Linked DNA regions of Mus musculus: all the other regions are linked to region 6. Evidence: chromatin contacts called from public HiCAR-type, HiChIP or PLAC-seq and promoter capture Hi-C data. All regions are on one chromosome and are shown on one strand. The core of a region is the stretch at or near the end of the contact, and the rest is flanking DNA. Distances in the headings are between cores, read along the strand shown.

Region 1 (3,534 bases), core at 553-3,052, 2.9 Mb before region 6:
CCTGTCTCAAAAAACCAAAATAAATAAATAAATAAAAATAAAGTAAATCAAATAGGTTGCAAAGTTTTCTGAGGTAGAATTAGCATAATATGATCTTTATCTATGAATTGAAAAAAGTACCTTGAAGTTAATGTTCCAAGGGAAGGGGTTAGGTTGTGGGTCAGGTCTGGGGCTGTGGGTCAGGCTTTCTAGAGTTAAGTAGTGTGGCTGCTATTGATTAGTTTGTGTGTTACAAGAACCTGAGGACTTCTTTTAAGTTTTAATTTTCTCAGCTTTGAATCTCAACTACAATACTCAGTGTGTAGTTTTTTGGGGGGCAGGGGTTAGGCTGGGGGAAGAACTGTAATTAGAAATTTGTTAGCATTTCAATTAAAAAATACATTAAAAAATCCATCCTGGGGCCGGAGGAATGACTCAGTAGTTAAGAGCACTTGTTGCTCTTGCAGAAAACCCGGGTTTAATTCCCAGCAGCCAAAGGGCAGCTCACAACCATCTGTAACTCCAGGTCCAGAAGATCCAGTTCGGTCTTATATCCTCCAGAGACACCATTCACCCAGTCGTGCACACACATACATTCAGGCAGACCACTTATTTATTTATTTATTTATTTATTTATTTATTTATTTATTTATTTATTTTGGTTTTTCGAGACAGGGTATCTCTGTGTAGCCCTGGCTGCCCTGAACTCACTCTGTAGACAAAAACAAAGACAATTTTTTTTGTTTTTTGAGACCGGGTTTCCTCTGTGTAGCCCTGGCTGTCCTGGAACTCACTTTGTATAGTGACTGGCCTCGAACTCAGAAATCCACCTGCTTCTGCCTCCAGAGTGCTGGGATTAAAGGCGTGCGCCACCACGCCCGGCTTCCACTCCCCCTTTCTTATTTGGTATCCGTCTCCATTAAGCTCTCCTCGCGTGCCAAACATCTCATTGCCTTCTTGTGAATAAATAAAACAGCCTCGGCGGGTTTTCTAGTGCACCAGGAGTTGCTGCTAAAGAATGTAAGACTCCGTTCCATCCTCACAGGGAGACATCAAGAGCTGAGAGCTCTGGTGATAATTCTCGGAAGACTAGTAGTAGGTATGATGCTGGAAAGAGCTCTGAGTTCAAGGCCAGCCTGGTCTAAAGAGCAAATTCCAGGCCAGCCAAGGCTACACAGAAGAAGGGAAAGGAAGGGAATGGATAGCTAAGGAAAGGGGCAGCAAGCTCCATCTCTAAAGTAAAAACCTGTTTGTCCTGACTGGGGAGCACTAAAGGCGGGATCTGGGCAGAAATCCGGCTGCCAATGGAAAGCGAGAAAGCCTTTAAAGAGAAAGGCTTGCAAATTCTGCCCTACAGCATCTTGATGCAGATGCATCAGGACCACGTGACACATACATTCCTTCTTTCACTCCTGCGAGTGTCAGGCCCTTTGTCGGTTGCTGGAAAGACAGCGGTTTTTTGTTTTGTTTTTGTTTTTTTTTTTTTTTTCAGAGCGCTCGCGGCGTCCTGCCTGCAGCAGCGCACTGTTCCCGTTAGTAACACAAAACACCCGCGCTCCACCTCAGACTTAAACTTGCTGTTCGAGGGGTGCTAGCCGGGTCTTCTGCAGCCACAAATCCCCCACGGCCTCCGTAGGCTGCTTTCTCTCTTTACTCTGGCTTGCTAAGTCTGAGTGAAGTCTCGTCCCCCGCCTCCCCCCTCCCACCTCGCGCGACCCCGCCTCCTGGCTGTCAAGTGCGCAGGCCCCGCCCCGGGCCCGCGCTTCGCCTTCTCTAGGCTCCGCCCCAGCCCCTTACTCCAGACCCTTGGCGGTTGGACGAGCAGAACCACCAGCTCCCCGCCGGGTCCAGCGGACACCTCGAAGCAAGAGAGCAACATGGCAGCTCCAGCTAAGGGCGAGAACCTGTCCCTGGTGGTGCACGGACCTGGAGACATCCGCCTGGTAAAAAGGGGAAGGAGTGTGGGAACTCAGGCAGTCACCCACCCAGCTCCGGTTTGCCCCTCTGGCAGGCTCAGCAGTGGTACCCACTCCCAAGTTCTGTTGCTCATAGAGCTGGCAGATAGCCCGTGCCAAGCACCCCTGACTGCCTGGGTTTACCCAGATCTCAGCTGGTTACCGGGAGGTGGGGGTGGGGTAATTGTTATCTATCTCTAGAGAGAGTTCTGGTCGCGTGCTCCCAGAGCCTAGACCGGGCGCCAGGCACGTGACCTGTGCCCAGGACCGTTGAAAACTAATCAAGCCTTCGACTCTAATAGCTGCAAACTCACACTGTTGTTATTGCTCTTCAGAAGGGTCAGAGGGAGACTTCCAGGATTAGGATCTACCCAGATCTTCTCTTGTAGACAGTGGAGGACAGAAAAAGGTGGCATGGTGGCATTTAAAAGCAGTGAAGTTTCTATTTAATCCTTTTTGTTTGGAACTGATAATATCCCATAGCAGAATTATTATCATGAGAGGGCCTAGCATTCAGTAAGTGTTAATAATGCATTTTAACTGGGGATATAGCCTGGTGCTTATCTCCTTTAGTCCACATCTGGATCACTACCTTGGAGCATTCATTCTGTTTACCTCTGCCTCTGGCTTTAAACTTAGTTCTGCCCCCTGAACCAAAGTTCAGACATTTGCCGAGTCATCTTTGTGGTCATGCCAAAGTTCCCTTGACAAAGTCCATCTCAGCGGGCATGCAGTTTGGAGATTGGATACCAGCCATCTCTCCTGCACCCTAGAGTCTGTCTCCTTCCCATTCAAAGAACATGTACCAGGAGAGACTCATTCAGATGAAGAGTTCTTGTCTGTTTAATAGCCTGTCCTCAGTGGTTTATCTGTGGTTGCAGACTAAGCATTTTCTGAGTTCCTTAACTCTTCCACCTGTAGACTTCTGTGGATTCCAAACCAAGAATCGTTGTGGTTCCCAAGATGGTAGCCTTGGTTAGTTAACAGCCAAGACAAGAACTCAGTCAGATTCAAATTCAATTTCTAGTGCTCTCTCCAATCACATTTGAACATCTACTCAACATCCTGCATTAAAATTAAAGAGACACAGTGATTTGTGATTCTCATTCTCTCTCTCTCTCTCCCCCCCCCCCCCCCGACAGGGTTTCTCTGTGTAGTTCTGGCTGTCCTGGAACTCACTTTGTAGACCAGGCTGGCCTTGAACTCAGAAATCCATCTGCCTCTGCCTCCCGAGTGCTGGGATTAAAGGCGTGTGCCACCACTGCAATGCCACACAGCCACAGTTTGGTCTTTCCATGGAGGATGGGTTGGGCAACTGAGGCTTAGCTTCCATTTGAGTGGACTAGGGGCAGGGTCTGCTGATAAAAACCCTTGCCTCCTGAGCTCACATTCTTTGGAATTCTTTGGAGAAACACCCATTCCTAATATCTAAAGCAGGATTCCAACAGGGCTTGAAGGGAAAGAGAGCTTAGGCTTTCCCAGAGATGCTTTCCCAGCCACCAGTAAGTCCAGAAACTGGCCTATGTCCAGGGCATAGCTCTAGAAAAACAGGAGTTGAGCCACTTTGCTGAGACAAGCAGGAAGGAAACCTAAGACCCAG
Region 2 (3,736 bases), core at 317-2,816, 2.3 Mb before region 6:
CGGATAGGACCTATTCCTGAGGGATCAGCATAACTGGTCAGGTGACATGGATTCTGGATCCCTGAAGAACTAGCAGACACAAAGGCAAGGGATTGGGAGCTGAGGATGACAAGGACACCAGCAGACAGTGAAAGCTTTTGTTTTAACAAAGCAAGGCAAGACGGTGGCTTGGACACAGATCTGGGGTTCACAGATCTGGGTGAGGGGCATCTCCAGGTTCGACAGATGGTCCTTTGATTTCTCTGGCAGTCCATTAGTTACAGAGCTGATGATAGACCAAAGGCTCCCAGCTGTGGGTTTGAAAAATGCAGAGGTGGGAGCCACTTTCTGTGTAACAGATTTGTGTGTGTATCTCTCTCTCTCTCTCTCTCTCTCTCTCTCTCTCTCTCTCTCTCTCTCTCTCTCTCTCTCTCTCTCTCTGTGTGCTTGTGTTCATTGCATGTGGAGGTCACAGAACAAACTTGGAAATTGTTCCTCCGTCTCTGTCCACCTATTTTCTTTTGTTCTTTCTGAGACAGAGTCTGTCACCAGCCTAGAGCTTATCAAGTAGGCTTAGGCTGCTGGCCTCTGCCTCCCAAGAGCTAGAATTAGAAGCTTATCTCACTGTGACCAGCCTTTTTACATGGGTTCTGGGAACTAAATTCAGGCTCTCATGCTTCTGACTGAGCCATTTCCCAACCCTACGGCCATCAATTCTACTTGAATACATCCATATCCTCTTACAAGTCTATTTTGCACGCAGGAAAACCACACCAACTCTCCTTTTCTCTAGTAGAAATGACCCTGGAATGTCTATCATGTCAAGCAATTCTAGGGGCTCAGAATTCACATTGCACTGGTCTCCCCCAATCCCCGTAGGAGTTCCAGTACAAAAAAAAATCACAAGACAAAAACTGTTAAAAATCACCCAAGTACAAGTAAGCAGTTCTATACTAAAAGCAGGTAGCAGACACCAACTATTGCAGTGATTTCTAAACCAGAGCCCAAGGCCAAGGGGAAACCTGGTAGGACAAGGGCAGGTGGTGTGACTTTTGACACTTCCAGAAGCTCTGGCTGAAGCCATGATGATCGGATCTCCTACAACCCAAGGAAAAAGACAACTCAAAATTCACCGCGGTTCAAGTATGCCCCAGACGACAGATAACTGAACTTTCCCTCAACCAGAAGCACAGGGCTGAGGCCTGTGCATTTGTGAGACTGTCCTATGAGGCAGAGTCACCTTTTCCAAAAAAAGGATTCTCTCGATTTTTGACAACCGTGTATCTTAGCTATTTACATATTTTCCTTGACTTTGCAGTCACTACTCAGGCGTCTGTTTCTCGCCTCTTCCTTTCTGTAACCCATGAGGCTTTGCGAATCTTTGGGAAACTAAACAGGGTGGTTTGAGTTCCTGGCCATTTCTCCTGAAGTGCTCTGGAGCTGCGAGCTCGGGACTGAGCTCTGCCTGATCTGCAGTATGTTCGCAGCTCCTACTAAGCTTCCGGAGTTAGACTGTGAAGGAAGCCGGCGTAGGGTCTGATCTGTCATCCAATTAGAATTCCCGAGTTCGGTCAACACAAGGTCACAAATGGAGATTGTGTCTTGACAGGCCTTGAAGGGAAGTGAGAATAACCAGGCTTTGATTTGCACCTCTGGTCACCACAGGTTCCCAAAGATGTCATTTTTAGATATTTCCTGTGTTTTCCTTCAGAGTCTCAATACGTCAGGCTGATCTAAATGAAGAACTAAATTAAAACCGTCATTTCAGCTCATAAATAACAGATGTCTAATGCATTTAATTATTTATAGTCTCGAATCTTTCAAAAATGAAAATGACTATACACATTTTTAATGCAGTTCTTGGTAATTTACCGGCTGACTGATAAGATTTGCTGATAATCCTGCCTTGCAAACATGAAAAATAAAACTGAGACGGGCTCGCTTATTTCATGAGACTGCTTCTTTGCTCCCTTGTGGCTTTGACAAAATTTAAATTAAAGTGAAATCTAATCACAACAAAATGATGTTCATATACTCATACTAATAATTGAGTTTTCCTAGATTGCATGCTAGGTGCTTGGCTGCCAGAGACTTTTACTATGTCTCAAAAAACACTATCCTTCTGTAAAACATTTCTTTGTCTATGGTGTCAATAATTAGGGTTTAATAGGAAAAGCCTCCTGAGCAGGTTTCTTAGGTCAAAATGGTAAGTTTTACACAGTACGGATAAAGACGGCCATTGCTTATCCCATTGGTGACCCCAGGAACCCTTCTTCACCAGAAAAGTTCACATTTCCCTTTGAATGCAGAATCCTTCAGGTCTCTTTAAGTCTCCATAGTAATAACTTAAATTGCACTCAAAGCATAACTAGCTATGGACTGCTTTCTGGGTGGGCCCAAGGTAAACCTTTTTTTTTCCCTAGAGGCACACTAAAAAGTGAACCCTTGTGTGGGACGGGGGGCGGGGGGGGGAGAGGGGGTAGTGGTGGAAAGGGATGTCATAAAAGCCACAATTTAAATCATAATTTTAAAGTTCTATAGCAGTTAAAAGGTTGGGTAGATGATTAAAGTCCCCAAGGCTTGGGTTCTGTATTTCTAGAATGGACATAGTTGTATGTGTTTTCCAGGGATGTTATAAAGACCAAATTAGGCAACATACATACAACACTTGCACTCAGCCCATAATATCAAAGAAGTTTGTTCCTTTCAGCTGCAAATCCGTGCACCAACATCTTCTAGAGCCTATTTTTCCTTCAGCAAAGCTCTTCATTGGCGTCTCTGTTCTGACAGGGGCCATCTCTCTAGTCACTGCTTCTCCAGTGTGTGCCTTGGGATGAGGCTGTTGGTCTACAGAGCAAGGCCTGGTTCCCAGCTAGACTGCAGTCATGTATAACATTGGTGGAACATAAACATCTCAGAATCCATACATACATCTCAGAGAGACAAGGATGAGCAAATGCCTTCAGGGACCCCGTGGTTAAAGAAAGAGGTTGTTTCTGTAAAAATGGGCACAGTTGTGTGTCCTCTGCATTAGACATGTGATCATGTGTGAATGTGAACCTAATGTAACCAGACTTCTGCATTTTTCAAGAGAAGTTGGATGTGTAAGTGAAAACATCAGAGTTTTAATAGTGGCACAGTAGTCACCTTGGGGGGAAAAAAGGACAGAGCCAGTGGGGTTTGGTGCTGTGCCAACCAAACAAAGCAAGCCTGTGGATTTCCACTTACAACCTATGGGCTTCTGATGTTTCATTGGCCAAAACTTCTGGGTGCCATTTGTCTCTCAGGGGTCTCAGACCTCCCAGGAGTAGCTACAATTCCTTTTATTTCTTTAGTAACTATAAAGATTTTTGTCCTTTTCTCCTGGGGCTCATGACATTTTGATACAACCATTTGGTTGCTATGGCTATATCCAGATCTGTTCCACGTCTATATAAAATAATCGTTGAATTCTTAAAAAGTTAAGTTCATACCCTTAACCTTCACTTGGTCTCCCATATTCAACCTATCCTGAGTCTCACCATCTCTCTGAAGTTCTTCAGAGAAAAGGGAACTGTGGGGATGAGGCTGTCTATATAATATATGTGTCTGGGTGATTAAAATTCTTGCATCTTAATGGTTTAAAGTCTTTATGTTTTCTCAATCTTAAAAGAAAACATCTTGCCTAAAGTCTTGAAAAATGAGTACACACACACACACACACACACACACACACACACATTCTTTTACCTGCCTTTCTCTTAGAAGAGGTTGTCCT
Region 3 (3,892 bases), core at 518-3,017, 2.5 Mb before region 6:
ACCAAATACTGGAGCTATCAAGCAAAATACCTTAAAAATCACTCCCCTGCCCCAGAGGAGTGAAGGCAGTTGCAGAGGAGAGGTACAGTGGAACGCAGGCTGCAGACGCTGAGGACCTGCTGAGGACTGGCTCCCAGACCCATGGTAGCCCTGGCTTACCTTCACCTCCACTGTGAATGGTGGCACACAGGCATTTTCAGCTCTGCCCACTATCACTTCCTCTAAAGGGTCCCATTCGTTGTAAGAGGAGACAGGGCAGTCCTTGGGCAGAGGATGGGTGGCCTTGTCTTCAGCTGCACAGGAATTTCGGGAGGAAGCTGTAGCTGCCTGGGTGCTCTGGAAAGTTCGCTGCACCCATCCTGTTAAGGATCCTCCAAGCTTAAAAGCAAACAAACACACACACACACACAAACAAGGTATGGTTAAAGTGTGAGACTCAGGATAACACAGATATGTACTTGAGGAGACCCTAAGATGTTGACTAGTAGAGGGGTTTTGGGTGATTAAAAAAAAAACCCACATAACTTTTTGTTGATGATAGACTGATTTTGTTTTTGTCATATGCTGTAATCTTTTAGAACTCCCAGAAAGATCTGGTTCCCAGCAACATGTTTCCCATATCTATCTCAAAGTTTTTGCAAACTAATTTTCAGAAACTTTCTTAGAAGATAGGCCATCCTCTTCCTCAAGGAAGTGCCCAGTAAGTACCGGCAATGTCCAACTGAAGGAGGAAGTCTTGCTTTTTCAGTTTGGAAGGTTACCAAAACGGAGTTCTTTTTACTGTAAATAACATGGGATCTGAAAAGACCTTATCTTTCAGAATAAGCAACCCCAACCTTTTTTTTAATCACTTTTTTTTTTCATTTCAAGTCAGAGATGACTGTCATGTGTACCATAAGGATTAACCCAGGCAGGCACAGAATGTAAACTTAAAAAGAGATCTAAGCATATTAAAAACCTTCTTTCTTTCTTCCTTCCTTCCTTCCTTCCTTCCTTCCTTCCTTCCTTCCTTCCTTCCTTCCTTCCTTCCTTTCTTTCTTTCTTTCTTTCTTTCTTTCTTTCTTTCTTTCTTTCTTTCTTTCTTTCTTTCTTTCTTTCTCTCTTTCTTTCTTTCTTCTTTTTAAGACAGGCCTGTATAACCTAGCGCAGGAAGATTCCCTTACCCACTCCCCCTGGCAAACCTCATCCCGCCCCCAAACTCTATCAGGCTGTTAAAAGTCCTCTAAGAAGGGAGCTAGAGGGACTCTTGGGTGGAGACCCAAAGCAAGAGAGCAAATGACAGCTGTTCAAGAACCAGCTGCTGGCAGAACTCATCTGCCAGAGCTATTCCTGTCAAGGAGCAAGGGAGGGTCTGCAGGCATGGGCTCGGATATCCCAAGGAAGCAGAGGGCCTGGCAGAGCAGCAGGTGGGGGACAGGATGGACTCATTCCAACTTCCCCGGTAAAGCCCAGGGATCCCAGAGTTTCAGCTGGAGCCGGCCTGTAGGCTCCGTCCATGCCCTCACATGCATCTTCCCAGAAAACGCCCTCACGGGCTACGGAACACAGACCACGCCACCCTGTTACCGGGGTGTCCAGTCTCCCTCTGGGTCCCCATCCTGCATCCCGCAGAGGTCCCGAGGCAGCGTAGGGACTCACCCGAGAGCCGATGTAGTGCACCGCCTCGGCACCTCGGCTGCCTCCGCGCAGACACCGCACCCGTAGCATCGCCCCGTCTCTGCTGCTCCGCGTGCACAAGGTCCTAGTCGCCAAGCTCGCGCCAGCTCCCAGCCTGCGGCCGCGCGCGCTGCTTTTGTAGCCGCGCCCAGGGCCTGGCCCATTGGCTGCCAGGAACAGGTGGCCTCGGCGTCCGTGGGTCACGTCCCGGGGCTGGCCCTTTTTTTTTTTTTTTTTTAGCTCGTGCCTCCCGTACTGGCTCAGGTCAGCGGCGGCGAAGACCCATGAAGAGGCTACCCAATGCCTAGCAGGGATGATGGTTCCTTAGTCTCTCTTGTTGGAAGTCCATTTTTCAACCTGAATGTGTAAACCCCAAGGCCAGTCTTAGTCCATGGGCCACTGAGTGGAACGGCCCCGAGTTAGCTTCCAAGTTTGTCGACCTGAGCCTATGTGGTGGTGGTCTTTAGAACACTGGTGGTCTTTGGCTAGGTGCTCCTGCTTTGAGAAACTCAGTTATGAAAACAGGCAGATAATAATAAGTCAAAAGTAATAAGGAGTGGGGGAGCTACAGTTAGCTTCTGCTTCTGAGGCACATCTTAAAAGGTTTCTTTCAATATGACTTGGGTGCTTGATTACAAAGTAGTTCCCTTAACTGGATTTGTAGAACTAAAACTAGAGAACTCAAATAGACACATCACTTCCTAGCAGAAGGGGCAGATTTGAGTACTTCTTGCCTGGCTGTGTCGTCCAGTCTGGCTTCCGGCCCTCCATTCTCCTGGATCCCGCGATTATAGGCTTGTATGATGAGCACCCCCCACCCCCCTGCCGGCTTCTCTGTGTTGTGTTTTCTAGAAACTGAGAACGGTGACATTGATAGTCCCTGGTCCACGAGCTAACCAGAGACCAAAATAAACGGTGCCGGTAAAGTCTAGGCAACTCTTAAGAGTCGTATGATTACGAGGTAATACTCAACAAAGAGGTCTCAAGGTCCTGATATGGTGAAGGGAGCCAGTGAGTCTAGGTTCCTATCTTAGCTCTGTTCTTAAAATGCTGTGTGGCTTGGAAGCACAACCCTGGACCTTTCTATCAAAGGCTCGCTCCTTCTGCTAGTGAGGGCTTCGGGGAATCTGAAGAATTTCTCAAAACTTAAAACTTTTACCCAATAGATGAACTCAATCAACTCTGGGGACTATGTCTTTGGGTGTACTTAGGGTGACCAGAGATGTACCCTTCTCAGTGAAGGGATTTAAAAAGATGGTTAAGGTTCAGGATATAGCTTAGTAGAAGAGTGCTCTCACTCACCTTGTATTTAAAAGCAGCCAAACAACCGAACCAACCAAACCAGCCAAAACAAACCTCACCACAAACCTTGTAAGAGCCAGCATAGTGGTTCAGTCAACTTTGTAAGTTCCAGGAGGGCTTGGTCTGTCTGATACTTTGTTTCAAACAATGGCTGGTAAGTACACATAAGAAGACTTTCACTTTGCTTGGTTTCCAGTTTTGTCAGAGATCTATAAACACCTCATGACCCTCATTGAAGACATTATTTTTATTTTGAAAGTGCAAGATCTAAAAGTATCTGACAAAAATTAGGGGGCAATTTAGCTTTAGACAATGGGAAATGCTTACAGCCAGACTGACACCCTCATCTCTTGTAATCCAGGAGAGGAGCAGAGGAGAGAGCAAGCCCCACACACCAGCCCTACTGTTATCGAAGCAAATTAAACCACCCCCCCTAGACTTTGTTTTTTTCTATTTAGAGGATTGAAAAGAATAAAATCAGGGAAAAATTTAACACTCAAGTTCAAATAAGGTAACTCAAGTATATTTTCACAGCTAGAATGTAGTGAGAAAAGCTACACTAGTATTTGACTCCTAGTAGCATTCTGCTAGACTCAGATGAGTGATTTGCTCAACCATCATCAGAGAAGCTTCTTCTGTTGTAGACGGGAACAAATACAGAAACCTAGAGCCAGCCGCTTAGCAGAAAATGAGAAACCTCAGAACACTCCATCCTAGATGGGATGGACTGTGGGGATGGGGGAGGGACAACTGAGACCCTAGATGGGATAAGAAATCCATCAAATCCCTGTCTTCAGGGCTCGGGGAACTCTGCAGAAGACAAGGGGGAAAGAGTATAAGAGCCAGAGGGACTGGAGGACACCACAAAAACAATGCCTTTCGAACACAGCAGGACTGACACACACCGGAACTCACAGAAGCTGTGGCAGCATGC
Region 4 (3,845 bases), core at 935-3,434, 2.2 Mb before region 6:
GAGACCTGTGTACAGAGGGCTATGGAATAGCCCCAGCTTCTGGATGCAGATGGAGACTGGAAGGATCCTGTCCCAGTTCCACTGTTCCTGTGCCCTGTGCACTCCTGGCCAGTCCCACCTTGGACAGTTATTGGAGAGAAAGTGGAGAACTCACCTCTGAGCTTGGGAGTGAGAACACTCCTGGGAGACCAGCTCTCTCCTGGAGGGCCCTGTTTACAGAGGGCTGTGGAACAGCCTCAGCTTCTGGGTGCAGATGTGGACTGGAAGGATAAACCTTGTCCTTATGTATGCCTCTTGCAGAAGGTATACCTCAATATCTGGATTAAAGGTGTTTGTCCATCTGGATCAAAAGCTTGTGCCTTCCAGACTCAAGATCCAGATCAAAGGCATGCTGTCTTCCTGTCTCAAGATCTGGGTCACAGGTGTTCCCCCATTTCTGGTCTGTAGTTCATTTCAAATATAGTCAAGTTGACAATTGAGAGTAGCTATCACACCTACCTTACTTCCTCCAGTAAGGTTCTACAGATCCTACAGGTCCTACAACCTTTCCAAAGAGCATTACCAGCTGGGGGCAAGTGTTTAAACATATAAGCCTATCAAGGAATTCAAGATAAGATGAAACAAATCAAGACAAAAGACTCATTTACTTTCTTTACTTCCCAAATGACATCAACTGTCCTTAGATAAATCAGTTGGCTCCAGCCCCTGACTCTTTTTTTGAGACAGGATCTCACATTGTAGCACTTACTGGCCTGTTAACTCATTATGTAGACCATGTTGCCCTTGAACTCAGAGATCCATCTGCCTCTGCTTCTTTGGATAAAGGTGGGAGCTACCACTGCCCAGCTTTAATGGCTCTCACAATGCCCCACACTGAGCCCATTCCCTTATGCACATACCAGACATTAAAATCAGCAGTGAAACATCTCTCTATTCTTCCTATCACCAACTGTGTCAAAGAAAAATAAAGTTAGTTTGGGTTCAGATTGACTAAGGGAGATTTCCCATTTCATTGCTTGGAGGATTAATGAAGTGACTTTCTCAGATGGAGCTAGGAAAGCTTTGGCTGATGGCTATATCGGTTTTAAAATGTGGAACTTTTCTGGTGTGGGAGTAACTGAATGCTGATATAGAAGAAAGAGTTATACAATTGCCAGGAGTCTGTTCCCTGAGGTTTGGGTCAGAACCCAGGAACCTATATTAAACAAAAAAGCAAGCAATCAAGCAAGCAAGAAAACAAACAAAAGCCGGGCGTGGTGGCGCACGCCTTTAATCCCAGCACTCAGGAGCCAGAGGCAGGCGGATTTCTGAGTTCGAGGCCAGCCTGGTCTACAAAGTGAGTTCCATGATAGCCAGGGCTAAACAGAGAAACCTTGTCTCAAAAAACAAAAAACAAACAAACAAAAAAAAGAAAGAAAGAAAAGAAAAGAAAAGAAAAGAAAACAAACAAAAAGCAACCTTGCACTGAATGAATAGCCCGCTAGGACAAGGAAGCTTTCATTTGGAATTTACTATCCAAAGTCTGCAAGTTTATAGAAACCTATTTGTATGAACAATGTTTATCTACTTCATTTGTGAACTAATGATGGTCTTTGTGTACATTTTTCTTTTGTGAGCTTGGGAATCTGAAGGCAGTATGTATTATTATCCTTGTAACCTCAACAACATCCGATAGGTATTAAAAATCCATCACTAAACTACACATATTATACATGTGTATTCATCCCCTAAGAAGGTATCCACATGTCAGATTCCGCGGTGACTAGATTTATGGGGTATGTTCACTTGTTTATACTTTCATGAAAGGAGTTCCCTGTTAACACCTTTCCTTGACTGGCCCAGATTGTATAAAATTGCACAACAGTACAAGAATCCAGGAGAAAATCATTTTGAGGTGCTCTCAGTAAGAGAGGATTAGAAAGCTCACAAGTCTGGACTCTCATTTACTAACCTGCTTCTCTCCCATTCTGAGAGGGGGAATTTTCTTTTGTCTGGCTCTCAGCTGCATCATCTTTTCCAGATCCTCTCCTTCCCATGGAGATAGTCCCTCCGGGTCTTGCAGCAGAGGATGGTGGCAGTTTCAGAGATAAAGGCAAGGAAACAAATGCATCAATGCTTCCTCTAAGCCCCCAGTAAATGGATTTACATGCAGTAGCTAAGGAACAGTCTGAAACAGCAATTGACCCCTGTGACCACCGCTTATTATTCAAGGTGCAGGAATCTCAAGGGGCCCCATTCATCTCTTTGCTGGAGTCTTAGCTGACTGCAGAATAATTACAGGGAATTCAAGTTAAGACTAAGAGAGATTTGTCACTGGCCGAAGGGTACTGGCTTAATAAAACGCAACACACTTATAATTAGTATAAGCCAACTACAAGTAACCTCATGTTTAAATGCAAATTATTAAAACACCTATTACCAAATAAGAAAAACTTAAAAATATTAGTGATTCCAAGCACACGATTGTGTGGTGAACTTGAAAGGCTTGATGCTAATTATGTGCTTCACTGAATTAAAATGAATTGGTGTTATTAATAAAGACTCAAATGATCCACCGTGCCAACCCAACCTTTTACCACTTCGGATTTCATTAGAAATGAACTTTTCAATTAAGATCTGTCGTCTTACAGTCACCAAATTGAGTTTTCTCGACTTACGAGTCAGTCAGACAAGCTTAAGGAAAATGGTTAAGTGCTGCGGGAGCAGAGGAGGGGTGGCGGGTCATACCCAATTTGCCACGACAACTTGCCAGTCTCAAATAACAATATTTCAACTTGTTTCAGAGTGATACAGTTCCCTTGTCTAGGTCTCTGACATTTAATAATTTATTCACTAAAATGGTTCAATTTAAGGGGAACTGAATGAAGATGTTTACACTGGTGGCAGAGCTCTAAAATAATATTTGCAGCCCAAAATTGAAATGGCTGTCATTAACTGCTTTGTAAGAAGAGCAGAGAAAGATAGAAATCAAAATGTTTGAAGATGTATTATTCCCAACTTAGATGGTCCTATGAAGGGCTTTTCTACAGAGATAAGAAAATATTCAATTTGAAATTCTTCCTTGAAATTAGATTGATTTGCCAGTGTTTGACATATTAATAATTTCATGGGTAAATAGAGCTATAATCTGAGGCACAATTCAGCATATATCAAAAAAAAAAAAAAAGTTCAGAAGAGCGTTTACCCTGATTTGGCTGGCAATGTCTTTCACTGGATTGTGATGATTTTGGGGTAAACTTCTTCAGCCTCACTGCGCCCCCCCCTTTATTTTTGATTGGCCCATCTTGCCAATTTACTCATACTTGTATGGAAACTGCCCAAGCTAAACTGGTCATTTTTGTTAGTGTGTAGTCCTGCTTCCGTGCCTTGGCTCATCCCTCTGGCCCCTCCCCTTTCTGTTGGTTTGTTTATGTGTACATTTCCGTTTACGATTCAGTTTGTGTGTTTTTCATTTCAGGAGGAATTTTTCCCTAAGAGCTCTGCTTCCGGGGTGGAGGCCTGTCTGTGTTGTTCGCTGCTGTATTCTGGTGCTGTGACAGAACCTGGTGGTTCTGCCTATCTGAGTGGGTCAGCCTCTAACCGCAAGCCTTCTACACTCTGTCTCTTCGGGTTTTTAACACAGCATAATCCACACTCATTCCCATGGCTGGGCTGTACTTGGACTGTATTCTCCATTGATTCTGCTTCCATTCTCAGTCTAGACTCATCCCACTTTGGGTCGGGGCGCTATGTCTTCCATATTGTTAAGGGCTGACACTTCTTAACAACTGATTGCTGTTCATTCTCAGGGATGTGGGCAAGAGGAGCAGCCCAGGCCCCGTGCCTGACACCTGTAGTAGATGTGC
Region 5 (3,566 bases), core at 675-3,174, 2.4 Mb before region 6:
AGAAAAAGAAGGAAAAGATCAGAGAGAAAAGCAAGATGAATGTGGTACAAACTCCTTGTTTATTTAGGTGATTTTGTTACAGTAAGTTAAAATGTTAAAAATAATAAAATTCCTAACAAGAATTCTCCTTATAGCAAAACAAATCATAAAGACAAGGTAGGACATAACAGTTTATTTCATCCATTAAATTTAAATAACCAGTATTTAAAATTTAATGAAATGTACTTAGTACTGGCCAAGAGATAGAAGGAGCCAATGAAAACTCATAGGATATGGCTCTATTCCAAAGGGCACCACAACACCATTAGTACATGAAACTTATAACCAAGCAAGGGTGCCAGGTGTTTCATCATGTTTACCATGTTGTATAACTCAGACTTTGGAATATACAGTTTGGAATTAGGGCTAGGGCATCAATAGTTCACCAATTAGCAAATTTATCGAGAATTATTTTGGTACTCTATGCATAAGAGTTTCTATTTGTCATTTTTAATTCAAAAGAAGAAAACATAAAATAATGAATGCAAGGAGGAGCTCAGTGCTAAATGGCAGGAGGATGTTTGTTGTTGTGAAATGTCTTCACTGTGACTGCTGAATGAAAGGGAGGAAATAATGAGATAATGAATGGTGTCCACAGTAAAGGTGTGTTTGAGTGTGCTGGCTCGTGTCTGCTGGAGGACCAAGAATTCAAGGCCATCCCTAATTACATATTGAGTCTAAGGCCAGATTAGGCTACAGGACACCTCACCTTGTGAAACAAAACAATAAAAAAGATATTATCCTAGAGCACTTAAAAGATGAATAGGCCTTTGAAAAAGATACTCTAGTTTGAAACAGGAACAAGCACAATGGACAGCGTACAATGCCCAGATTGCACAAGATGTTTGAAGAGTAATAAATTGTTTTCCTATTTGTATGACAACACTAATTATTACACATTCTATAGTTCAGCAACCTCACAGGGTTGAGTTCCATTACAAAAGCTTTAGGGGAGGAATTGGTTACCAATTTTTCTGGAGGTCACCCACCATCCAGAATAATGACTCCCTTCCTCTGTCTTCAAACCCATCAGTGTTTGTTTAATCATCCTTTGTAATCAAATCTTTTTTCAGACAGCCCCACCCCATCAGTTTTACAGACTGTTACCTTGGGTCCTTGGAGTACCCTTCCTATTTTAAGGTTATGTTAACTAGTAGCTTTTATTCGTTGCCATGCCCTCTAATATATTTAGAAGTCTCAAGGATTAGTCTGTGGACATTCTACCGTGGAGAGTTGAGAAGTTACCCTTGAAAAGTGGCTAAAGTGAAACTGAACATAAGATGGTGACAATAGGGAGCCAGTGCATTCCAGGGGCATGGCATTATTTGTTTATTTATATTAGTTTTTTTTTTTTTTTTTGAGATAGCTTTGGCTACAATATGGAAAACTGAACAGGTAACCTGAGGAGCAACTAGAGATGCTACTAGAGGTCAGAGTTTACAAAAGGGTCGAGAATCCTTACATTTGCTGTGGAGCTGAGTCTGTCCAAGTCTACATACTTTCCTTTAGAACTCATGATATCATCTTACAGGAGCCCAGCATGTGCTTTTGGTAATTTGACTTAATTTGTCCAAATGATGCTCCAAGAAAGCCTTTACGTCATTTCCAAGCACTGGAAGAGATCCTCAGCAACGCTCAAGCTCAGAGTTCGTATTGACTCACTTAGCGGCCCGAGTTATAAACTGGACACAACACTGGGGACATTCACACGGTTATGGCGACATCCGGTCCTCTAACCTCTCTTCCGGGTTCCGCCGGCCACCCTCTGTGAAACCGAACCCGCACGCGCACGGCTGCGCCTAGGGCGCTGACACGGGGGGGGCGGGGGGGGGCGGGCGTTCCGGACTTGCAGTAACGTTCTGCGTCGGAAAGCGAGGTTTTCCGCTTTCGTCACTTCCGTGTGCCTCGGCGGCTTTCGTCCGGATGGACTCTGGAACGCGTTAGGTTTCTTTGCCTGTGACTTCTCCACAGCACTCGCCTCACGCAGCGCCCAGTGCGGGGATATGAGTGTTCCTGAGCCACCGCCTCCAGACGGGGTCCTTACGGGGCCTTCCGACAGCCTGGAGGCCGGCGAGCCCACGCCGGGTACGGCTGTTTTGCGGGGCGACTGCCCACAGGGGCCGGGTTCGAGTGGGTGGGACTCCAGCGCAGGCGACCCTCCTGCCTAGAGCATCCTGGCCAGGCAACCCTGGTCCCGCGAGGAAACGCACTGTTGGGTGCGGTTTGTGTTAAAGGTTTGCGTTTGTGTTGCTTTTCAACTGTTTGTCACAGGGTTAGTGGTTGGCGATCAGTCTGCCAGAGAGAAGGTAGATTTTTAGGAAACTGTACAATAGTGTCTACTCATGAAATACTCTGACCTCCTAGGTGACATTACTTCATCCGAGACTCCAGCAGCCGTCCGCACATTTCCAGAAGAAATTTAAGCATTGATGCCCGAAGGCGTCCGTTGGACGAAGCAGTTAATTTGCTATATAGGCAGATGGGCACTGTTTATACCATCGTTTTTGTGAGATTGAAAACACCACTCAAATCATTTTCTGTGAGCATTGGTTCATATGAGAGAAGCTAGATGGAGCTTCTAAAAATAATCTCTGCGTTTCAGAAATAGGAAGCTACAAATAACCCAGCATTTCCTGGCAGTGCTTTTCTTTAATGACATATCCCTTTCATGACTTGTTCAGTCACATTAGTAATACTCTGTAGTACCTACTTGGAACCTGGGCCTCTCTCTTTCTCCCTTCCCCTCCCTTCTCCCCCTCTTTCTCTCTTTCTGCACATAACGAATGGGTGGTATGCATATAAATAAAAGCAGATGTCAGAGAGTAGGGCAGAGATAGGGATAGGTGCTAGCTGCAGGTTCAACTCAGGACTTATTTCATGTTAAACAAGTGCTCTACTACAGAGCTAGATCCCTAGCCTCAGCTGTCTGATCTTCTTGATAATGGTGTGAGCTTACTCTCCCATGAAACTGAATTTGCACTCTTGGATTCAGTTCCCTCTGTTTCATGTAGAGGATTCCGCAGGGCATTAGCATCTATCTCCCCTCAGCAGTGTAAAGCTACCACCGCTAGTCTCTCATTCTCACAGCATGGTGTGTCCATTGTTGTAACTTTACTGCCCCAACACAAGCTCCAGGCATGAATCCTTAGAATCCTAAAATGGCTTCTTGCCACTTACTGAATTTTCCATAGAATTGGCACTCAGGGACCCTCACAGGCTGACTCACGGCATATATTAATAGCTCACTGTTGCTTTCTGTGCATGGCCTTGCTGTTCATCCTTGCAGTTTCTCATTCTGTTTAACAATGTTGCACCCCCTCGGCTCCTTTCAGATTTGTATCCATATGAAAGTGGTGGCTGCAGTCTAAGTTGGGGCCATTTTTTAGAGGGTTTTTGCAGTTTCAAAGATGGTCACATGTTCTGTTCCACACTGTTTTCTAAGAATGTCTCCCATAGAAATAGGAGCGTGCAAGGATTAGGAAGACCACAGCAGTGTTGATGAACTATGTAGATCCATATACATTGCT
Region 6 (3,385 bases), core at 148-2,647:
GTCTTATGCGGTAGTGTGAGTTCATGGGTAAAGCAGGCTTTATGAGTGAAGTAGACTTGTTCAGAAAACACCGGTTCACTCTTGTCTACCCTCTGGTTCTCATCATCTTTCCTCTTCCTCTCCCTCAATAGTCTTTGGGATTTGAAGGAAATGATGTAGATATTCCATTTGTGGCTGACACTCTGTGCAACATCTTTGTAAGACTGTTTCATTTCCTAAGTGATAATACTCTAGATAGTCATAAAATTTGTCAAATATCGTCACGCCCAAGTTCTCCACTAAATAACAACAGCAGCAATGATAATGTACAAATTCTGTATCTGCATTTTCTCAAATATTAACGACTGAAGAGTTCATAAGATGAGCAATTAAGTTCGTAGGGAATCTACAGGTGCGTGCCAAGGATAGGTTCTGGGAATCGTGACAAAACATGATGGCTGTTAATAATACTAAAGGTGAGTGTGGAGGAACCTCTCGAGGAGAGGTGAGAGGGCCGGTGGCTGTGTTGCTTTAACGTGTTCTGCTTTGCTTCCAGTGAGGTCTGTTTACAATGTGAATATTCAACCACGTTTTAGAAAACCTGCACCGCATCTACCTAATGGTTTTGTCACAATGGTAGTTCAGTATCTTCTTGCAGGAAAGAGGTCAGCTTCAGCGTTTCAGCACTGCGGACAGCTCCAGGGCGTCTGCGGGAAGGGGTGGGGTGGAGTAAAGGGGGCGTGGGTAGTGGAAATGAACACCAAAAGACTAAGTGACGCATCAGTATTCGGTTAAACCAGTGCACTTTTCACACCGTTTTTTTCCTTTGTCTGATCAAAGGAAACATAAAAATCTAGTGCCTTCTAACAACCCGGGACTGCTGTTTCCACTCACAGCGAAATGCCTTCGGCACAGCTGGGGACATAACAGAGACAAGGATTTTCGCAATGAATTAATTAAATCCTCACTACCCCAAGATGCACAAATAGTGACGAACCCCGATTGCTAAGCTTCAGGATGCGATGTGAGTGAAAACGAGCCCTGGTCTCTGCTTTTTCTGACGGACCTGAAAACCAGACCCTGTTGCTGCTGTTAGTCCCTTCCCTATCTCACGTCCCACCTCGTTGCTTTCACATCTACATACTCGCAAATATTTACACATTGTCACATCGGAGAAAGGCACACATGCACACACATTTTCCTGCAAACACTCGCGCACGGGTCCTTCCGCGGCTGCCCGTGTCCTGTCTCTCACCCAGACACAGACATTATTTACACACGTAGGCCAGGAAAGCGCTACCCACGGTCCTGTGACTCCACGCAGGTCCTCAGAACACGCCGTTTACACGAACCGAGATCGGCGAGCACAGACAAACCTGCCAACAAGTCTACTGGCTGGAATTCATCTCCATGGCAACAAACATGGAAGGTGAGCCCATCCATCCCTGCTGCCTGCGAAGTAACTTTCTCCCCCTTCCTCAGCATTCACCAACAGGGTTCCAGCGCCAGTCCCCAGGAGAAGGTGTCCTTTTTCTCTTGGATTTTAGAAACAGGAGAGCCGAGTGGGGGGCAGGGAGAGCTTGTAGGTTTGGTGAGCTCAAATTCTAAAAAGAAACGAATGCCTCTGCAGCTGCTGATGCTGTCAAGAAAGAAAAAAGAAAGAAAGAAAACGTGTTGTGTGTATACAGATTGCTGATGTTTCTCCCATAGTGTCTTGTAGGAAGTTTCCATGCTTCCTGCAGTTTAATATGTAGAAGGCAACTGGCGACAACGCAAGGTAGAACACTAGCAATGGTCTAGGCTTCTTTAGTGAGACATGTTGAGAATTTTCAGATCGACCAGTGCTTTGGAAGGAATGGGTGTCTGAGGAGCCAGCCAGTTGTTCTCTTAAGGAAAATCTCTCAAGGTTGACGTCTCCAGAGCTTTGGGGTAGATTCTTGAAGATCCGAGGTTTTGGAACTCTAGGAAACCAAAATGCATGCACTTCAGCATGATGAAGACATCTGGGTTTGTAATTTAAGGTTTTCTTTTGATTCCAACACATCCATTCCTAAATGATAGCTGTGTACAGATGTGGCCTCAGTAGTGCTTTCTGCTATTGCTTATTTAAACAGGATTTAGCAACCTTTATATTTGATGAAGGGTCTGTTGTTTTTGTACAGAAGAGCTTGTGATTTTTTTTTAAGCTTGAGTTTGCATGTCTTGTTTCATAAAATTACAAGTATCCTCTCATTAGAGTGCAATCATCTTGCACTCCAAGTATAACTATTTCAGATTTAATGTTTATGATGTTATTGCTAGATAAATAAACAAGAAGGAAAACCTGTTGATTAAAATAAAGACATGGGAGGTTCTTAGGAGGTGCCTACACTTTACCATTAGCTTCTGCAACTGCATGCTAATCTGTGGCAATTAAATAACCGTTTTTTGAAAAATGAATTTGATAGCTCCTAATCAGTAAATAATTCACAGTAAAAAATTTACCTACCACATTTACTCATGAACACGAAAGGTTACATAGCAGGTATAAAAATACTCTCTTTAGTCAGTTACTGGCAATAATATGATGTAAACAACTGAGCACAGAGGACGTTGTTGTTGTTGTTGTCAGTTATTTGTTGCTAACTACAAAGTGACTCCATGACATAGGGCCCTTTGATATCTACAGGTACTGCCATGGGCCAATGCTATGACTCATCAGGACTTAGAGAGCCCTGTATCTGACGTTTGCTATGAAAGAAAAGAGACACATTGAATGTGCTTGCTCACTACCAAAGTATCGAATCATTAATTCAAAATTAACAATCTTTTATCAGTGTCAGAATTCATATAACAATACACTTGAGTATTTCAATCATTCCATAGAGGGATGCTGATGGTTAATCGGAGCAGTGTTGATGATGTTAGTAACCCAGGGTATATTACACTTAAAGTAAATTCTACCTGGATTTGGCTTACATTCAACTCTTTTTTTCAAAAATTCACTTATTCTCTTGACAACTGCTGGTTTTCATATGGGCTTTTGTAAAATAAAAATCAATTCATAGCTTTGTTCCTTTGTAATCTATTTCTCTCATAATTCATTCATTTTCTATGTCTCAGTGAACATAGTACTAAAATATTATTTTCCTCCTGACATTAGCTTTACAATATCTGTTCTATGGAACCTAATGAGTGTACTTTTCTATCTCTTCCAATTACTGAAAATGTGTCTTTAATCCCAGGTGAAAAGTGGCTTTGAGACCTTGTTCATCATGAAGTAGTCAGTGTTGTAACTGAAGACTTTCATTTGTTTGTGACATTGTTGCTAGCAATATATTATATAATATTATACTCCATACTAATGGAAAGAGACAAAGCTCAGAAAACTTAGTGATATGTTTTTTAAAAACTTCAGACTTGGTTA
Region 7 (3,376 bases), core at 33-2,532, 2.8 Mb before region 6:
GAGGAAAGCCTAGAGAGAGGAGATAATGAATGAACCCCATCACTCGGCCTTAACTGGGCAACAGGTCCTGACCACCGAGTGTCCTCATACTTGGGGGAACACTGGAAGGAGTGCGCCTGTACCCCAGGGGTGAATTTCTTCAGGAAGAGCTGGACATTGCCCATCTTGGCATCCGGAGTACAACAGTCCCCCCCCCCCCCTAATCCCACTGGGAAAGGCAAAGGCCAGCGCTCGCTGTGTTCACGGAAGAATCTTAGTTTTCAGCCCCTTTCTGGGCTTCAGACCTGCAAAGATGCCTGGACTCCAGGACCGGGTGGGAGGTGGGAGGAAGGAGAAGGGGAAGAGGAGGGGGAGAGAAAAGCTTTGTGGAGGGAAGAGTCAAGAGATCAAAGGGCAGAGGAGCTGCTGCTCCGGAGAGGGCACAAAGGCCATAAACCGGCAAAGGGAAGGGAGGGGTGCTTCTCCATGCCCGTTAGAAAAAAGGTTCCAGGATCAGGGTTGGACGGGTTGCAAAGCTGAGGACAGAGCCATTGAGGGAGGTCGTCCCTAGTCCTCGGGCCCTAACAGGAAACAGGGCAGAGTTTGGGGACTCAGATTAGTCGGTGGAGAAGCTAACAAAGGGGTTAAAATTTGAGCCCCCGTGTCAGGGACTAAGCTTATGTCAACTAGAAATACTGACTGCGAAAGGCTGAGTCCCAGCCAAGCCACCTTTGTCCCTCCCTAAATCTCCAGACCTCAGACCACCACCCCTCCTGGACACCCACGCCCGGCGCAGCACTCACCCTGTCGCTGCTGGCAGGGGGTCCGGAGTCCGGAGGGGGTGCTGGGGGGCCGGGGGTCTCGACCCGAATGAGGCGGTGCGGGGGTGAGCCGTGGCGCGGGGGCGGAGTGGGGCCAGGGACCGCAGGGGTGGAAAGGGCGGCGGACGCGGACGGGCCCCCGGAGTAGGGGTCCTCGAAGTCGCGGTCTCGCTGCAGCCGGTAGGCGGCCAGGATGTCCGGGGGCGGCGCAGGGGGCGCGGCCGGGCAGGGAGCTGGGGGGCGGTAGTCGGGCTCTGGGGGGGCGGGTTTGGCGCCCCCTCCACCGCCGCCCCCGCGAAAGCCCAGGTGCTCCCGCAGCCACTTTGCGACTCCACCGCTGCCGCCCCCTCCCGGGCCGGTCCCCGCACCCCCAGCCCCGCGGCGGGATCCCCCAGGGCCGCCCCCCGCGCTGCCCTGCGCCCTCGGCCCCGGGCCGGAGCCCGTAGGAGGAGCTCCGCTCAGTAGCATGGGGCCCTCCCAACTGAGCGAGCAGACCGCGGGCGGCGGGGGCGGGGCGAGAGGGGGCGGAGCTGCGCCGGCGGGAGGGGCGGGGCTCGTCGTCAGTGACACGAGGGGAGGAGCCCGCTGCCTAACGGGGACCCGAGGACTCTGAGAGGAGTAGATGGGATGCGGGAAGCAACTGCGCCGAGGGTGAGTCCTCCACATGTCGTTACCCGTGCTCCTGTGGGGCGCTCTCTAGTCCCATCTGCTCTTTGCACCTCCCAGTTTGTGTCAGACGCGGGAAGATGAGTCCCCAGGCACATCCTGCTCATCCTGATTCCTTTCCCCCAAACCCAAAGACCCAAACATTTTCGAAGACGCTGCTCTTCAGATGCGCCTATTACTGCCCTCACCTTGGGAGTACCGCCTACCTCTTCCTATCCCTTAACTCACACCCAAACCTAGGTTGCCTTTCTATCCAGGCAAACTTCTCACGTGGCATGCAATCAGTTCTCCAGAGACACCCATTGCTCCGATGTTTCCACACCCAACCGCCAGCTTCAAATGCTTACAACCCTCGCACAAACAATCCCCATCCACGCTTACACCGGCCCCCAGCAGGCCCACGCAGCCCTCACAGCTGCCCTGCTTTCTTGTGGAAATCCCTCAAGCTCCACCCTGGGTTTGTCAATCTGTCTGTGACAGAATAGAAACAGACAGATCAATAAATCAAGCGAGAAACAGGTCTAATGTTGTCAATCACCAGCCCCTTACCTTCTCAGGGCTCCGATGATGATGCCTAAGAGCCTGGAATTTTGTCTTAGAAAGGAAGCAGGTTCACCAGAAGTATTGTAGCCCTGAAGGCCAGCATCTCTCCCTCTCCCTCCTCCCCCTTCCTCCCCCTCCCTCCTCCCCTCCCTCTCCCCTCCTTCTCCCCTCACTTCATGGGGTATAATAGAGAAACTAAGAGGTTTACATTCCAGAATATACAGTTTAAAATACTAACTACTGATGCAACGGTGAGCATAGAGATGACAGGTTCCTGAGGATATTGTAGCTAACCCACAGGAGAAGGTCTCCTCACTCACCCAATGGGAGGGGATGGGAAAGGCAATGGACTGCCAACTCCTGGGCCAAGACCACGCCCTTGTCCTATCTTAGAAAGGGTGATAGGGGTTGTTGTCATGCAAATTAAGGGTGATGAGCGATCTGAGCACAGCCCTTGCTCTGTAGTCACCTTGCAGTCAGGCCTCCGCTCAGACTCATGGCAATCCTGTTGCTCAAGCTTTCCCAAGGCAAGTTCTGAGGTTGCAGGTGTGCGCCACCACACTACTGGTATTTGCTTAAAAAATATAAAGTGATTCTGGTGGTGGTGATGGTGGTGGTGGTGGTGGTTTGAATGAGAATGGTCCCCATACGTTTGTTAAGGATTGAGAGGTGTAGCCTGGTTGGAGGAAGTGTGGCTTTGTTGGAGTCACCGAGGGTGGTCTTTGAGGTTTCAAAAGCCCATTACAGGCCTAGTCTCCACCCACCTCCTCTCTACTTGATGCTTGTGGATCGTGATGTAAAGCTCTGAGCTACTTATTTTTCCAGCAACATGCCTGCCTGCCCGCCCGCCTGCCACCCTGCTCTCTGCCATGAAGGTAATGGACTAACCCTCTGAAACTATAAGCAAGTCCGACATTGAATTCTTTCCTTCTATAAGTTGCCTTGGTCTTGATGTCTCCTTATAGCAATAAAGCAGTGACTGACACATGATATACACCCATAATCCTAGTAATTGGGAAGTTGAAGCCACAGGATCAGGAGTTCAAGGACAATGTCTTGTTGAGTTTGAGGCCAGCCTGGGCTGCCTGAATTTTTGTCTCACAAAACAAAAACAAACCTGCAATTGCTGAGCCTGGTGGTACACCACTTCAATCCTAGCATTTTGAAGGCAGAGGCAGGAGACAAAACACTAAATGCAGTGGATATGCCTATAATCTAGCTCTCAGAGGCTATAGCAGGAGTCCCTTAATGAATTCCAATTCATCTTGGGAGTGTCTCTCAGAAACCAAAAAAGTGGGAGCTGAAGAGATGACTTAAGAGCACTTAAATGCTCTTCCAGAGGACTGACTTTGGTCCTAGCACCCACG

Evidence for each region. Promoter capture Hi-C pulls out the DNA fragments that hold promoters and counts their contacts. HiCAR-type assays count read pairs that join an accessible place to other places. HiChIP or PLAC-seq counts read pairs in DNA pulled down with a chosen protein or histone mark.
Region 1: a contact with region 6 is called in a HiCAR-type map of astrocytes, with 7 times the contacts expected there. The contact joins the promoter of Sord here to the promoter of Ctxn2 in region 6. A contact is called at or near these places in 1 of 39 promoter capture datasets (pre-B cells) and 2 of 115 datasets of contacts at active chromatin or transcription factors (astrocytes and embryonic stem cells).
Region 2: a contact with region 6 is called in a promoter capture Hi-C map of second pharyngeal arch cranial neural crest, with 9 times the contacts expected there. The contact joins the enhancer-like site here to the promoter of Ctxn2 in region 6. A contact is called at or near these places in 5 of 39 promoter capture datasets (cranial neural crest, liver, pre-B cells and 1 more) and 2 of 115 datasets of contacts at active chromatin or transcription factors (embryonic forebrain and embryonic midbrain).
Region 3: a contact with region 6 is called in a promoter capture Hi-C map of pre-B cells, with 5 times the contacts expected there. The contact joins the promoter of Gatm here to the promoter of Ctxn2 in region 6. A contact is called at or near these places in 9 of 39 promoter capture datasets (the 3T3-L1 cell line, the C10 cell line, cranial neural crest and 6 more) and 1 of 115 datasets of contacts at active chromatin or transcription factors (astrocytes).
Region 4: a contact with region 6 is called in a promoter capture Hi-C map of second pharyngeal arch cranial neural crest, with 8 times the contacts expected there. The contact joins the enhancer-like site here to the promoter of Ctxn2 in region 6. A contact is called at or near these places in 7 of 39 promoter capture datasets (3T3-L1-derived adipocytes, cranial neural crest, frontonasal cranial neural crest and 3 more) and 3 of 115 datasets of contacts at active chromatin or transcription factors (embryonic forebrain, embryonic midbrain and forebrain).
Region 5: an H3K27ac HiChIP or PLAC-seq map of SST interneurons shows a contact between it and region 6, with 22 times the contacts expected there. The contact joins the promoter of Bloc1s6 here to the promoter of Ctxn2 in region 6. A contact is called at or near these places in 5 of 39 promoter capture datasets (cranial neural crest, liver, maxillary cranial neural crest and 2 more), 4 of 115 datasets of contacts at active chromatin or transcription factors (SST interneurons, embryonic stem cells, forebrain and 1 more) and 1 of 9 other capture datasets (adipose tissue).
Region 7: a contact with region 6 is called in a promoter capture Hi-C map of hippocampal neurons, with 4 times the contacts expected there. The contact joins the promoter of Shf here to the promoter of Ctxn2 in region 6. A contact is called at or near these places in 5 of 39 promoter capture datasets (cranial neural crest, embryonic stem cells, hippocampal neurons and 2 more) and 4 of 115 datasets of contacts at active chromatin or transcription factors (astrocytes, embryonic stem cells, forebrain and 1 more).

The regions. Positions count from the first base shown.
Region 1 is chr2:122,233,037-122,236,570 of GRCm38.p6, forward strand. It overlaps Sord (sorbitol dehydrogenase), which reads left to right and starts at 1,803. Exons shown (of 9, transcript NM_146126.4): 1 at 1,803-1,922. The coding sequence starts at 1,857.
Region 2 is chr2:122,854,990-122,858,725 of GRCm38.p6, forward strand. No RefSeq gene overlaps it. Among named protein-coding and RNA genes, the nearest start is that of Gm34430, 74 kb to the right of the region's middle. Within about 2 kb of position 1,567, at least 6 of the 459 cell types and tissues checked have an H3K27ac peak or open chromatin away from gene starts, as enhancers often do. A contact at or near this core is called in second pharyngeal arch cranial neural crest, where this site is marked.
Region 3 is chr2:122,609,510-122,613,401 of GRCm38.p6, forward strand. Gatm (glycine amidinotransferase (L-arginine:glycine amidinotransferase)) reads right to left here and starts at 1,768. Exons shown (of 9, transcript NM_025961.5): 1 at 1,639-1,768; 2 at 160-378. The coding sequence starts at 1,707.
Region 4 is chr2:122,903,372-122,907,216 of GRCm38.p6, forward strand. No RefSeq gene overlaps it. Among named protein-coding and RNA genes, the nearest start is that of Gm34430, 25 kb to the right of the region's middle. Within about 2 kb of position 2,185, at least 10 of the 459 cell types and tissues checked have an H3K27ac peak or open chromatin away from gene starts, as enhancers often do. A contact at or near this core is called in second pharyngeal arch cranial neural crest, where this site is marked.
Region 5 is chr2:122,736,581-122,740,146 of GRCm38.p6, forward strand. It overlaps Bloc1s6 (biogenesis of lysosomal organelles complex-1, subunit 6, pallidin), which reads left to right and starts at 1,925. Exons shown (of 5, transcript NM_019788.3): 1 at 1,925-2,124. The coding sequence starts at 2,043. It overlaps Bloc1s6os (biogenesis of lysosomal organelles complex-1, subunit 6, pallidin, opposite strand), which reads right to left and starts at 1,782. Exons shown (of 2, transcript NR_156706.1): 1 at 1,502-1,782.
Region 6 is chr2:125,135,295-125,138,679 of GRCm38.p6, forward strand. It overlaps Ctxn2 (cortexin 2), which reads left to right and starts at 1,398. Exons shown (of 2, transcript NM_001162934.1): 1 at 1,398-1,986.
Region 7 is chr2:122,367,865-122,371,240 of GRCm38.p6, forward strand. Shf (Src homology 2 domain containing F) reads right to left here and starts at 1,283. Exons shown (of 7, transcript NM_001374011.1): 1 at 783-1,283. The coding sequence starts at 1,268.